Linked DNA regions of Gossypium hirsutum: region 1 is linked to region 2. Evidence: chromatin contacts called from public Hi-C data. All regions are on one chromosome and are shown on one strand. The core of a region is the stretch at or near the end of the contact, and the rest is flanking DNA. Distances in the headings are between cores, read along the strand shown. Region 1 holds the start of LOC107939537 (protein BTR1). Region 2 holds the start of LOC107942502.

Evidence for each region. Hi-C and Micro-C count contacts between places; a contact is called where the count stands out from the background.
Region 1: a contact with region 2 is called in a Hi-C map of leaf, with 2.2 times the contacts expected there. The contact joins the promoter of LOC107939537 here to the promoter of LOC107942502 in region 2. A contact is called at or near these places in 6 of 34 Hi-C or Micro-C datasets (all in leaf).

Annotation. Positions count from the first base shown.
Region 1 is chrA06:122,648,392-122,653,160 of Gossypium_hirsutum_v2.1, reverse strand. It overlaps LOC107939537 (protein BTR1), which reads left to right and starts at 3,398. Exons shown (of 9, transcript XM_016872880.2): 1 at 3,398-3,526; 2 at 3,680-3,780. The coding sequence starts at 3,696.
Region 2 is chrA06:122,498,784-122,503,110 of Gossypium_hirsutum_v2.1, reverse strand. It overlaps LOC107942502, which reads right to left and starts at 2,704. Exons shown (of 5, transcript XM_041116097.1): 1 at 2,552-2,704; 2 at 1,626-1,840; 3 at 651-777; 4 at 419-491; 5 at 1-38. The coding sequence starts at 1,819. The coding sequence ends at 19.

The sequences.
Region 1 (4,769 bases), core at 2,149-4,648, 150 kb before region 2:
CAAGCAGCATTAACTTCCTTCCATTCCCGAAGCAGCCGTAAGGCGAACTGAAAATACCCAGGCCAGCGACACTCGAACCTTGCAACACCATCTCATTTCAAACCCACCACAACCGCCAACAGACGATATAGAACACATCTGCTATCTCCCTCGATTGCTGGCCCCTAACGCCATTAAAACAATCGACCAACTGCGCACTATCAACCAGCAAGCTAGCATGTTCCCAATAACTCCAAGTTTCCCGTGCTCGTGGGCATGCAAATAGCACATGGGAAAATGCCTACTTGATCAAGCAAGTCAGAAACCCGCATACTAATAGCAATCCTTCCACGCGCATTATCAATCCTAAAATCATAGTCTCTAGGCACTCATGGGTTTGAGCTAACCAAAATATCCTCCCCATTCCCGATTATCCATCTTCAACCCGCAACAAGCAAAGACTTAGCATTCGCAATACTCCTCCAAATAACCCTAATAAGGTTTTTCCTTTTATAAATTCAAGAATAAATCTCAAAATTATACATGAATTTTAGTTTAATATGTAATTGTACACATGAACTTTAATTTTGGATAAATAAATCAATTTATTTTTATATTAAATAAATATAATTATTTATATATATATAAACATAAAATGATGTTATATTAATAATTATGTTAATAATTTATAATAATTGAACCAAATCAAAGATTCATGTATAAAATTGCACAAAATCAAAATCTATATATATAATTACATATTAAACCATAATTTATGTATAATTTTAAAATTTATCTCTAAATTCAATTAATAAAATTTATAATTTAACCGACTCAGTCTTACTATAATTATAACTAGATCTATTTCTATAAGGTGCTATATATTAATTACTACTAACTTAAATGTGAGACATGGCATTAGTATAAAGGAAGAAAAAAATATTAAATTACAAACTAGTTCTCACTCTTACCAATTTCACCTTTTTTTTATTTATTATTCCAAACAAGTTGGGCATCGATAATTCCAAATTATCATTAATAAATGTACATAAAAAAATATAATTAATCTCAATTTGTGATCAATTAATTATTATAAAATAAAATTCAACAGTTTGAAGTTCACATGGGTGGGGTCATATAAAGAATATAAACATAAAATAACAATACAATAAAAAAATAACAATCTGTAAATAAATATTGTTAAATTATATAATATTTATTGGTCAAATTTTGCTATTAGTTCATGTAATATACTAAAGTTGTGAACTTAGTCTTTTTAGTTTAATTTGGTCAATTTTAATTATGTACTTTTTGGAATTTTGAAATTTTAGTTTTGACATAAATGATAAGGTGTGGATTTAATACTTATTCTTTAATTTGGTCATTTTTAATCCTCATATTTTTCAAAAGTTGAAATTTAGTTCGAAATCAAACTGTTGAATCCATTAATTTAAAATAATGTGCTTTTTCTATGAGTATTATATGAAAGTAATAAGTTGACATGATCTTACATATGATATATTACATATGATAATATGTTTGTCACATAAGATTTCAAAAATAACAAAATTTAACTTAATAAATTTAATAATTACCACTTGAGTCATAACTAAAATTTCAAAATTCGAAAAATAAATGAGCTAATTAAAATATATGGATTAAATTTACAATCTATGCATATTACAAAGACTAATAGCAAAGTTTTGTCACAGGCTAAAACTTTAGCTCGACTGAACATGCAACCTTAAACATGAGACTTAAGCCAACTATGCTCAGGTTTAGCCTTATCAACAACCAACTATGATAAAAGACACTCTAAAGAGCGAAACAAGGGAGAGTGTAGGAGAATGCTCAATCTGGTATGTACAAGAAAGCTTTACAAAGGAACACTCAATCCTAAAAATCTCGATGCTTTGGTACTCAAATTGGTCCTTCTTAACTCTTGAGCTCCACTAATGACTTGACCATTGCCATTGCTTGTGTTAAGTCTTGGACCCTTTAACGCTGCAACTCAAGTCTTGCTTACGGCTTGAGTCCGTCCATGAAGTAGAAAAAGGCTTTATTGCCTTCAAGTGGCGATTTGAAGTATAATCTCTAAGAACTCTAGCATGTACTCGTACACCCCATTGTGTTGAGTAAGACAATGCAACCTTGACCGCATCTTATCATTGACATACTTAGGGTAAAACTATTGCTTAAGCTCCCTTCGAAACACGTCCCATGTGTTGATGGAAACAACTCATCGCCTCATGTTGTCACACTTACAATGCCATCATAACAAAGCTACCTCAGTTAAGTACATAGAGGCAATACTTACCTTGGTTGGTTTGTCAACAATAGCCACAACTCGAAAATATTACTCCGTGCCCCCATAAAAAATTGTCCACATTTTTTACATCTCTCGAACCCTGGAACTCCTTCAGCTTCAGGATGTCTACACCAAGGATTTAAATTGCGTTTGCGGCCAAGTTTTCGGCCGCGTTGCATTTATCGCGATTCCAGACATAACAGATGCTATTGCGGTCTCTACGGGTATCGCGGTCGTGAATTTTTTTAAAATGTGCACAACTTATTGTAAAACATAACAATTATAATTATAATTATAAAAAGTCACTTTTAATGATTTTTAGAGTGTTTTCTAACTCTTATTGTAAAATAACGAGAATAGCGGCCCTTTATTGCCGCAATTGGCCGTTACTCGTTAAATTGCGGCCGCGATCCACTGCTATTGGTGTGATTCCACTTCACACAATTATTTTCAGTGGTAACGATTTCGGACAGGGCCGCTACCGCTATATAACGGTTGCTATTCCACTACCCAACCGCTATTTACATCCCTAGTCTACACAAGGTCTCATCATACTAAGTACTCCTCCCATGGTATGATGATGATTTTCGGATTTCCACGTGGGCGATGGCAGAGCCGAAAAATTTTGGGAGGTCGGAATTAAATTGTATATTTTTACGATAGTAAAAATGTAATTTCATCATTTAAATAGTCTATATCTTTATAATTTTTAAAGGATTAAATCAAATTTTTATCACTTTTAGGGTGGCCAAAGTGCAATTTTACTATTAATAATTTGAAATTTTTATAAATTATAAAGAACTTAAATGGAAAATTTTCTATTTTAAGGGAGACCGAGACCCTGCCAACCCCTATTGGCTCCGTCACTGCACGTGGGTAAGTAAACATGTTGCAAATAAATAAAAAATTCAGAATATTTCTGTTAATCATTTAGCAGCAACTAGAGGGGATGACTAAACCAGATTTTGATAAGTTTAGTAACTAAATCGATAAAAATTTTAAAGTTAAGTGACCAAAATAGAACCACTTACATAGTTGGTGACTATTCTAGTAATTTACCCTAAAAAAATGATTGGATTTTACAAATTAGGCGGGTTTGACGGTTTAATTAAAATAAATAATAAAAACTCGAATGAGCCTAAAGTCAGCGAGCGACGAATAGATAACGAAAATATCAGTAAATTTCTGCTCGGATCGAAGAAATTGATTGATTAGCTGTGAACTGAAAAAGAAAAAAGAGTATTAATCACTCTCTCTCTCTCTCTCTCTCTCTTGTTAATTATTTGTTTAACATTCTAATAATTAGGTGATTTTCTTTTATTAATTTGTTTAAGCTCTGCATTCTTTTATCTACTTGTTTACGTTTTATCTTTTTTGGTTTTGGCTTACAAGAGGGTAGAAGGGAGAAATGGAGTCGACGGAATCATCTTACGTGTCATCACCGGAGGCGGCGAGAAATAGATCTCAGCCGCCGCCTAAATCGCCGACTTCTGGTAATTTCTGATTGGATCTTACCTTTTCTTCGTTGAAACGTTTCATTTCTGAGTTTTGTTTTTTAATTTATTTTCTGCTTCGGAGTAATGGAGTTTTATTTTTTTTAGTTTTTGTTTCCTGTTATTATTAGTATTATTTTCTTCTAATATAAAGGTTGGAATTGTTTGAATTTCGAGTTTTATTTCATTTATTTATAAATTTTATTTAATATACAATTTTAAACCCTAACCCTAACATTATGTTTGGTTGGCGTGAAATGGTAAATGGAGAGTGAGAGAAAGAAGAATATGGTCTGAGTATTTAGCTTATGCTTGAATATTGTATTACAGGGACTCCGGGTTAGTTCCGAATAGGTGTACGTGTCACCTATTCTGTTTAACACGAGCATGCTCTATTTCTTTTCTTTAATGTGTATCCATATATTCGAAGAACATCAAGTTTATTCAGATATAAAATTTTGAAACATCAATAATACATCCTGGTGTTCGTAGCTTGAGTTTTATCTTTTATATTCTTGTGGTTTTTGCTGAGTCATTCTCCAGTTTCACGTCCTGTCCTTTTGCAATTAGCATCTACATCATTATTTCTTCCACGGCTTTTAACATAAGGTGATGGAATGTAAGGGATCCAAGTTGTTGTGGTGATTAGGGCTGATGCCAAATTTGGCCCCTCTTGGCCCGTCCAAACGGACTAGGTTGTTCAGTTTTCTGTTATACAAAAAATGGTAAAAGTCTATTTTGCCTACCTAACAGTTCATAATTTTTTACCCTCTTTTTTTCCAGCACCCCCAGCATAAAACTCTTGGCTTCAACCCTGGTACTGATGCTAATGAGAATGGGTTCTAGTGAAATGAGTTGCTTGCTGTTGGTTGATTATATCAGTATCTAAGTATTGATAAGGCTTGCATGAAAATTGAAAAATGGTTGTCTGGTATTACCTTTCCTTAAGATCCGATTTTCTACTTTTTCATATGCATGAGATCAACAAT
Region 2 (4,327 bases), core at 1,455-3,954:
GAACTCCAAAGGGTTTGTCTAGGCCATTTGTAGGTTCACTGCTCGGTCCAAACAGTTTGAGTATATCAGATTTAAACCAAGAAAACATCCCGAGGTGTAGATTGTAAACTTGAACAACAAGAAAACCTTTTTTCCTGACTGATAACTGAGAAGATGCAAATTAAGTAAGTTGGAAATCAGCTTGCGTATCTCAAGGTGGTAAATATATGATGATTAATCTCAACTACCAAAATTGTGTTTTAAGTTTTCACAACAATCTATAACAACATGAGCAACATATTCTAAGCGGATTTGGATTAAACCAGGGTATTTATCAAGATGCAGCGACCACAATAAAAAAAAAAAAAAGCACTAAAATCCTAATATTACTGCAAGTATGAAAGAAACCTTTGGGATTGAGAGCACAAAATATACTAGCCTGAGTTGCCTTCATTTGGCTTCGGAATTCTTTTGTAGTCATAGTTGTCTATATCAACCTTCTGTTGCAAAGCCTACAAAACAGAAGAAAAACCGTCTCACAAAGAGTCTTCATTTTCTCAAAGTACTTAAGTTTGATATTCATGTTCGATGCACATTTAAACATGGGTATGGAGATATATCCGGTGATCAGAGCCAAGTTTGAATAACATAAGAATAAAAAAATTGTATACCTTTAATTCTTCCTCTAATGAAATCTTTTTTGGCTTATACGCATCAATGGGTCCTGTTCTTGATAATGCTTTCCTCGTCTCGATAATTTCCCATTCTTGATCATCTTTCACCTTTGCTATATCCTTGCTGAACTACGAAATAGTCTAAAATTTTAGAAGATCGAACGAAATGATGATGGTAAGTACTAACTATGGATTAGAGGTGTTGCAACAGTGATCGAAACAGATAATCATATTGAAAATAGAAGTCCACATAATGATCAGCAGTTTTCAATTGGAACATGCAAACCGGAAGTGTTCTTGTGAACTCTAGATAGACAAAAATGCAGCAGTGATAAGTACTCTTAGTTTAAGCAGTGGCACCTTTCATGGACATCGATCAAGCCCTCGAATTTTCAGTCAGAAAATCAGATAGAAGGTCATCTAACTCGACCAACTAAACTCAACCAAACCAAACTAATAGATGATCGAACTTGAACCTTATGCTCAACACTCAATCGATAAAGAGCCCAAACAAGAATCATACTAAAACATTTTCTTAAACTACTAATTTGGTTGTCTACCTGAAAACCGCAGAAAGATATGTACATACAAGTGAATGTGTGGGTGTAAGAATCATATAGTGCTAGATTAATTCAAGTCAAACAAGAATGCAAAAATAGCCTTCTATTTCCAATCATATGATTACATCCTATTGTCATTGGAATTCTTTTCTCCAACTTTAAAAATTTACAACTATATACCACCATCAGAACTGACGGCCTAATACCATAGGTCCAACTCCGATCATGAGAAATACACCGTGAACAGAACTGAGCCAATTATTTACGCCATAACATGGTTTGCCCCTCAAAGTTAAAATGATATATGCTGTTCTCTGCACAGCAGATATATTCACTGCCAGATGAAACATAGGTCTCATCCACTAAACTGGTTTGGAAAATCAATTTGCAAATCAAGTGTACCGAAACTAACCTGCCCTGCAAGAGATGACCAAGGCCAACTGCCCCAAACACTGTCAACGAAATCATTGGAAGCCCATATCTGATAAAAGGATACTTCCTACCCCACCTTCGGAATGACAATGATGAACTCTGAATCTTAGCAGTGTTAGCAGCCGGATTACTAGTTTTCCGAGGCTCAGCCGTATTTCCCTCAACAGATGTCATTTTCAGCAAATCATGAACAAACTGTATAAGAATGTCAGTTGCAATAGAATTCAAGCTATATTTACTTATCTATTGAGTTCTGATAGCCAAAAAGAACTCAAATGCACTATTCATTGCAAATCAGTCTGTTACTTAAGAGTTAGATACGGGTATGTGCTTGAAACTGGATATGATTGAAGGTCATATCCCATATCCAAGTGTCAGATACCGGTACTCAAGAAATATAAAGATTCGAAATAACATAGATAAGCTAAAACCCTTTGCAATTTATACAGATGAGTGACTTATTCAAGTAAAAGATAGAAGCCTTAAACATATATATCCTATGAAGCTCGAACTCTTCATTTTCCTATAGAATTTTTGTTTGACATTTTTCGCTATCTATTAACACAATATAACAAATTTTCCAAATTCAAACAAATTTAAGTTTCTTTTTTGTTTTAAATAATAATGTTGAATTGAACCCATTGTTTTGCTCAACTAAAATTACAGCTTAATAACCATAAATTCTTATTTTCCAGTAAAAACCCAAATAATTAAAAAAAATTCTTTTATTCAACTAATCTCAAAAGATTGTTTTTTTTCCAGAAAATTTATTAAACAAATTTCCAGCATAACCTTTTCAATCTACACACAATTTGATACCCAAAATTGCAGTTTAAAGAGGAGAAGGGCAAAATTTAAACATAGTAAAGTAAAATAAAATAAAGGTATAGAAATCAATCTACATACCTTCTTGAGATGGGAATGTTCTGAATCTGCTTGAAAATTACTTTGATTTCGGAAAAGGAATAAAAATTAAAATTTGAAAAAGTTTGAGTTGAGAGAAAACACAAGGAGAAAAAGGACGGAATGAATGATTGGGCAGGGACTGCAAGTTAAATTTAAAAGTAGAAGCCCAGAATTCAATACCCAGGTCGGTTCATATCTTAGGTATTCATGGGTAAAATCCAAGCCCAAAATTCAATACCCAGAATTACAAAATAATTTTTTAAACAATAGCGAGTAGAGTATGATAATTTTTTTTTTTTAAATAAAAAAGATTAATGGAGTCTAAAAAAATATTAAAATTAAAGTCAAATTAAAAAAAAAGTAATAAAAAGTTGGGGGGGGGGAATCAATATGATAAAGTTGTAGTTAAAGCTAAAATTATCGTTTAATTCATGAGTTTGATCATTGATGAAAATATTATTTTCAATGTTCTTTAATAAACTAGTTATAGTTGTCGATGTCGGGCCTAGTAACCAATCTCTCCTTACTATTTCGATAACCAAGGGGCGGCTCGATTGAAATTATTTTTCTTATCAATAAGCAATCCTATAATTTTCACTTAGTGTTTAACTTAAAAATAGCATTAAGATCTAGATAAACATAATTCTAACCAACAAACACACACTAGTGGAGTCCATTTAAATTAGATTGCATGTCTACACAATATAGAATACATACCTTATATTCAATAAACCTGAATATTTGTAATTAAATAAGAAAAAATGCAAATACTAAATAACAAATAAAAGATTAAGAACAATTAGATCTCAACAACTATCTGAATCAAACTTCGAAATTTCTTTGAATAGAAAAGTGGATTTATCAATCCATAAAATAATAGCGCAAAAACGATAAGTCTGCAATAAGCTAAAAGTTCAATGCAATCAAAAGTTATATTACCCTCTTAAAAAATATTGTATTTATAAAGTTTATTGACCTAAATTAGGGCTACAATACTTTCTTAGACTTTAATATTTGAAAAAGAAAACAGTAGCCCCAGGTCAAAATGGCAAAGGAATCTTATGTCGCACAAGCTTGGTGCCGCAACTCAGTAGCACAATGCTAGGGCTCGCAAGATAATCACACTGAAGCACGGTCTAAGGTGCCTAAGCATACGAATAGTTGAGGTTGAGGCGCCGAATCTAGGCTAGAGTGTCGGTGTTTTGGGCCACAGCCCACTCGTCCTTCTTCGGGCCTCCTTGTAATTGTTCGATTTCACTCCTGATAATTTTCAATGTTGCATTCCAAGCTCATATGCACCTAAAGCTATCAAAAAAAGGTCCAAGTTCGAAAGTCAGTCCATGCTAATCTAAACTCATAACAATCTAAATTCGAGAATTCGTGTCAAGGTGGAGATTGTTAGAGTTGTATGACCCAAACCCTTGTTAAAGAAAATACAGTAGTAAAACAATGGGATCTATGTAAGGCTTTTCAACCTTTAAATAGATGTAGTTGAAACACCTCTTATATCATTCAGTTTTCAACATTAGTGAATTTCTTCTCTTTTGCTTGTGGTTTTTTCCCGAAAGGGTTTCCACGTAAAATCTGTATTTTATTTTTCTTTTCTTATTGTTTATCATTCAGTTTTCAACATTAGTGAATTTCTTCTTCTCTGCTTGTGGTTTTTTTCTGAAAGGGTTTCCAAATAAAATCTATGTGTTTTATTTTACTTTTCTTATTGTTTTGCGATCATTCTATATTGTCATTATTGGCATCTATTTTAACACTATTAATAGG